Linked DNA regions of Mus musculus: region 1 is linked to region 2. The links are chromatin contacts, called in public promoter capture Hi-C maps. All regions are on one chromosome and are shown on one strand. The core of a region is the stretch at or near the end of the contact, and the rest is flanking DNA. Distances in the headings are between cores, read along the strand shown. Region 1 holds the start of Snx21 (sorting nexin family member 21). Region 2 overlaps Sdc4 (syndecan 4).

Region 1 (2,722 bases), core at 46-2,545, 360 kb after region 2:
AGACTGACATGTGACAGTGTATGAAATACTTACAAGACGCCATGAGTGCTAAAATCTGAGACCCTTCTGTTCAGTAAAGGCCAGGAAGGTCTTTCCGTTCATATCCTCCATCCCTCTCCCACGCCCTAAAAGGGGATAGGAGATACTTAATTTTGATACTGTCTGAGATAATTTTGAGGCAGGGTCTCTATTTAGTTCTGGACCTCAACAGTAAACCAGGCTGTTCTTGAACTCACAATGATCCTCCTACCTTTGCCTCCCGAGAGCCAGGGCTAGGATTAATGGCATGAGCCACAGGAGCACCACACCTGGCCTTTGAGATAACTTGTTTTATTGTCTAACTAGCCAAATCTGCCTGCTAGGTCTGACATGTAAGCCTTGGGACAGGGATCAGCAATCATTTTCCTGACTACTGCTACCCTGCAGTAAAAGATAAACTGCAGTTCTCCAAGAGAGTTATAGAGATTACCCAAGCAACCCCGCACGCGTGGGAAAATAAATCAGTTCAAGAGCTCCCACGCTAGAGATCTCTGACAAACTGGGCAACCTTGAACAAGTAACAGCCTCTCTGGATGTTTTCCTCTTTGACTACTTCCCCCAGGTTAAGTTCAAACGAAACTGGGAAGGGCTAGGTTTCTCACACAGGCACCGGACTGGGGTTTTTACAAGAGCTGAAAATTTAGTATGAGTGAAAATTTAGTATGAGTATTAGTATTCTTGTTTCATATGAGAAAACCTAGGCTGGACGAAACCGGATTTCAAGCTTCACTCAAGGGAGAGCCGAGCTCCCAAATGCCGCGAAATTACACTGTAAAGTTACATGGCACTGTATGGAGATTAGGGGTAAAGCTTGGGGCGGCCTCAGGAGACCAGGAGGGGTGGGCGAGTCCAAGAGGGGGCGCGGCCACCACGATCCGGCTGGGTTTCGGGGGAAGCCTTGGCCCGCCCGGCTGCCCTCCGCGTCCCTCCCGCAGGCAGCGGCTTGGGATTCTAACAGCTCCGGGAGAGGGAGCTGGCGGGGCGGAGGCGGAGCGGCGGCAGGAAGCAGCGAGGCGGCGCCGTGAGCTGCCTGGGCGGAGAGCCTCTTAAATCCGCCAGGCTGCTGCACCAAATCCCGGGAGCCCGCCCCGAACGCACTTGGGACGCGGTGGGTGGAGGCGCGTCCCGGCCTGCGGGAGGAACAGGGCAGAGGCCGGCCTCCCGCACGTCCCCAGCGGCCGCGGCCCGTGGGCGTGGCCTCTTGTGCCACGCCCCTGACACGCCCCCGGGTCCCTCTCCGGGCGGGGGTCCCCTCCCTCTTCAGCCCTGGACCCAGCGTGGCGCGCTCCCCCCTGGGTGCCATGGCCTCGCGGCTCCTACACCGGCTGCGACACGCCCTGGCCAGCGATGGCCCCGGGGAGGCGGCGGCGGGCCCAGAGGCCGAGCAGTTCCCTGAGAGCTCAGAGCTGGAGGACGATGACGCCGAGGGCCTGTCCTCCCGCCTCAGTGGCACCCTCAGCTTCACTAGTGCGGAGGATGACCCTGACGACGAAGACGAGGACGACGAGGCGGGCCTCGACTCGCCGCCCTCAGGAGACGGGGCATCGGGAGAAGACGCAGGCGAGTGCGGGAGGACAGACAGGAACCCCGGGGCTCGGTTAGGCCTCCCCGCTGGACGCGGTCCGAGGGCATCCTGAGTTTTCTCTCTGAAACTATTGACACTATAAGCTCTTCCAGACACGGTTTGGCTGTGTGACCTTGACTCACAACACTATGGGAATCACACCATCTCGGGTTTTTTGTAGATATTAAATGCACAGGACCAGGGAAACAAACGTGTGTGCTAGCTGCTTCGGGTGGAGGTTTAGCATCCACTGTAAGCCAGGCGCTGGGGTGAAGCACATCTCGCTTCTGTGAATGAGGTCATGGCATTTTGTTTACGTTAACTCTGGAGCTAGCCACCCCCATAATGACGGGTCATGTGCTTGTGCAGAACGAAGTCCCCCACCTGATGGACAACGGAGCAGTCAACTCCTGGCCCGCCAGCTGCAGGATTTCTGGAAAAAGTCTCGGAACACCCTAGTTCCACAGAGGCTGCTCTTTGAGGTGACCAGCGCCAATGTTGTCAAAGACCCTCCCTCCAAGTACGTGGTGAGTGAGGTTCCAGGAACCCTTGAGCAGCGAGTCTAGATGTCTAGCTGAGAGAAAGGAAATAGCACAGATTTTGGGGCGGGGGTCGTGGCCATGCAGTTATAAAAGGATGTCCTTATTTTACACCTGGGGGAACTGAGACCAGATGAGAAGATGGGTGTCAACTGAACACGTCCTCAGGCAAATGACTTAGTTTCTCTAAAACTGAGAATGTGGCCTTAGGAGTTGCCTCCTGTCCTAGTCTTGAGGTTACGAGAACTGATGTGTGTTTCTTTCTGTACCCTGTGGGTTTCTGTCAACCGCAGCAGGACACAGTATTGAGACCCAGTGGCATGGGTCAGGATTAAGGAAATGGGCTTTGGATCCAGACCAGTCTTGATTCACATCCCCTGTGTTTACCAGTGGCTTCCCCTTGGGTGGGTTCTGTGGCCTCAGTGGCCCCCAGTTTCCTCTTTTGAGCAATAGGCAATACATGGGATTATAATAGGAGGTAAATGAGGCCAGGCGCAGGGAAACCTTAGCATTGTCTGGCACTGTGATAGATTAAAACTGTAGCTGTATAGTGTCAAATTCCCCAATCTGAAATGCTTGA
Region 2 (2,700 bases), core at 17-2,516:
CCTTTGTGCCGTGTTTTTGTTTCATCCAGGGCCCAGAAACACAGAGTCAGATAAGGACAGATTGCCTCAAGTCAAAATATATCCCCATGCCTTTCTCTCAGATGTTTGGTCAGTCAGGAAATATGACTAGCAGAGCTTCCAGTCAGCCTTGCCTCTCCTAACATTCCTGCCTTTGTGCTGTTTTCTGTGGTAGTCAACAGGACAGACCTGTATTCCTGACTGACTGATGTTATGCAGGGGAAAGTGTGTGGCTTCCAAAGCTAAAACCTAAAAGGCCCTGTAGCTTCTACCTGGCTCTCTCGGATCACTGACTCTGGGAAGCCAGGTCACGTCACGAGGACACACATTTCTACGTTAATCCGTGAGGTGAGCAACTGAGACCTCCTGCCAGACAGCTAGAGCCAAGTTTCCAGACCTGTGAACGCACTCTCTCAGTTGGAAATAGAGCCTCCTGCCCAGTCAGCCCTCCAGATGTCTATAACGTAGCCCATAACTGGATGACGACTGTGTAATACTGCATGAGACACCTCTGCTGCTCCTGTGTTTGTGACACATGGGAACCATGAGAGATGTTTGTCATTGTAAGGCCCTAAATTTAAGGACAATGTTTCCATAGGAAGAGCTAACCAACATTTTTGACGCTAATATCTTACCCAAAGAAGTGCCACTTGGCACACAGTCAACCTCTGGCCTTCCCCACTGCAGACTATGGGAAAGGAAGGCAACAGCCGATGGCGTCTGAAGTCTAAATGCAGGTATCATTAAAGTCCTTACACGGTGGACATCCTGTGCCCACTCCATCCCGGAGCCATGAGCTACACGTAGCTGTTGAGCAACTCCATTTTTACATGTTAAAGAGCCATGGTGGCTGGTGGCTGCTGTGCAAACTGAGCAGGTCTAGCCCATTCAGAGTTCACGCTACAGGAAAAGCGGTGAACTACGAGAGCCAGAAACTCACCCAAGGGACTCGAGGAAACAGAACTTAGGGTCCCTAGAGAGATATGAGACCAGGTGCTGTGAAGGCCGACCACCCCCACAGTGAAGGGACTGTGAGCAATGGAAACCCTCTGATAGGCCCTCACTATGTGGATTCAAATCCTACCTCCGCCACTGGTGAACGATCGATTTGGACACGTTCTTTTAACCTTTCAGATGAAGTTTGTCCCATTTCTAACGACTGTTTCCTGCAGCTGTGCTAACAGGCCCAACCATGAAACACCAAGTTCCTGGCTGGTGTAGTTAAGTCCTCTGGCTGCTTCTTCCCATGGGGCCACATGGTGCCAAACCCAAGTCACCAAGGTCAACGGGCCACAAATCGAGGCTCCACTCTGCAAAGATAAGCTGAGGACAGGTGGGATCCTTGGCAACAGGCCCTTTACTGCTTATGAGACTCTCAAGTGTGACAACTATAGCACAGCCCACAGAGACCAGGCAGGTGACACGGAAATAGGCAGGAACTGTGTCACGAAAGAGCCAGTCTGGGGCCTTGTTTCCTCTCAGCCATGTCTGGTTATAGTACAGTCTTGACAGCTGGCAAAGTCGATTTGTCTTCCAGCTCTAAGGCTTTTATGAGAAGTACTACGATTTCTACACACAGGGACTCAACTGAGGGTTATTTTTTCCTATTTTGATTTATTAAGTAGCGTGTGTGTCCACGTGTGTCCAAGTGTGTGTGGCCCCCACGGTTCACTTGTGGCAGTCGGAGTGTGACGTCAGCAGCTGCTTCTCTCCCGTTGTGTCCAGGACTTACACTGGAGGCCTCAGGCTGGCGTGACAAGTGCTCTTAAGACTCTGAGCCATCCCAAAGGCCCGAGGGACTCTGTGGCCTGTGTTTGTTTTTAAACCTAGTGTTGCTTAATTAAAATGGGGAGAGACAGGATGTGCTGCCCAGAGCAACGGGCACATTTTCTGGCATCTCTCCTACCTCCAAAGCCCTACTGCTGTCTCGTGTCTGTGCCCGTGTCTGGCACCCCAAAAGGTCTCCCTCTGGCTTCATTGAGTTCAAGGGATACAGAATGAATGGCTTGTAAAAAAAACCCTTTAAAATGGGCTGGAGTGAAGCCTCAGTGGTTAAGAGCACTGGCTGCTCCTCATGGAGGACCTGCATTCAATTCCCAGCAACCACATGGTGGCTCATAACCATCAGTAATGGGGTCTGACGCCCTCTTCTGGCACGCAGGTGTACATGCAGGTAGAATACTCATACACATAAAATAAAAATAAAGCTTAAAAAGAAACCCAAAATCTTATAATGGCATCGGGTGTGATGGCACACCTCTTTAATCGAGGTAGAGGCAGGTCAGCCTCTTGAGTTCTAGGTTCACCTGATCTACAGAATGCTTTTCAGGACAGCCAGGGCTACACAGAGAAACCCTGTTTTGAGAAACCAAAAATAAAACTGACAGGCTGACAATCTAGAAAGTACCAGGTTTTATTATCTTTTTATCAAAAAAAAAAAAAAAAAAGATCAGTAACAGACAACAGTGTGAATGGTGCAGAAAAGGAGCAGGCACCAAGGCTAGAAGAGGACCCAGCCAGCTAGGACCCTGCACGGAGGTGGTGATGGGGGCCTCACAGGAACAGAGTATGGTTGAGAGTGGTGTGATCTCCCCACCACCCCAGGCCTTTTAAGCCACTAGCTCTCTCCTCTGTAAGAGGGAGAGTACCAGATGACAGGAGTCCCTGGGGCCTCATCACCTT

The links. Promoter capture Hi-C pulls out the DNA fragments that hold promoters and counts their contacts.
Region 1: a contact with region 2 is called in a promoter capture Hi-C map of liver, with 1.9 times the contacts expected there. The contact joins the promoter of Snx21 here to the enhancer-like site in region 2. A contact is called at or near these places in 4 of 39 promoter capture datasets (the 3T3-L1 cell line, liver and pre-B cells), 4 of 484 Hi-C or Micro-C datasets (cortical neurons, embryonic stem cells, palatal mesenchyme and 1 more), 4 of 115 datasets of contacts at active chromatin or transcription factors (bone marrow-derived macrophages, pancreatic cancer cells, pro-B cells and 1 more) and 1 of 9 other capture datasets (pancreatic islet).

Annotation. Positions count from the first base shown.
Region 1 is chr2:164,784,726-164,787,447 of GRCm38.p6, forward strand. Snx21 (sorting nexin family member 21) reads left to right here and starts at 1,296. Exons shown (of 3, transcript NM_133924.3): 1 at 1,296-1,599; 2 at 1,973-2,130. The coding sequence starts at 1,341.
Region 2 is chr2:164,421,840-164,424,539 of GRCm38.p6, forward strand. It overlaps Sdc4 (syndecan 4), which reads right to left. Exons shown (of 5, transcript NM_011521.2): 5 at 2,408-2,700. Among named protein-coding and RNA genes, the nearest start is that of Matn4, 18 kb to the left of the region's middle. Within about 2 kb of position 1,267, at least 69 of the 459 cell types and tissues checked have an H3K27ac peak or open chromatin away from gene starts, as enhancers often do. A contact at or near this core is called in liver, pre-B cells and pro-B cells, where this site is marked.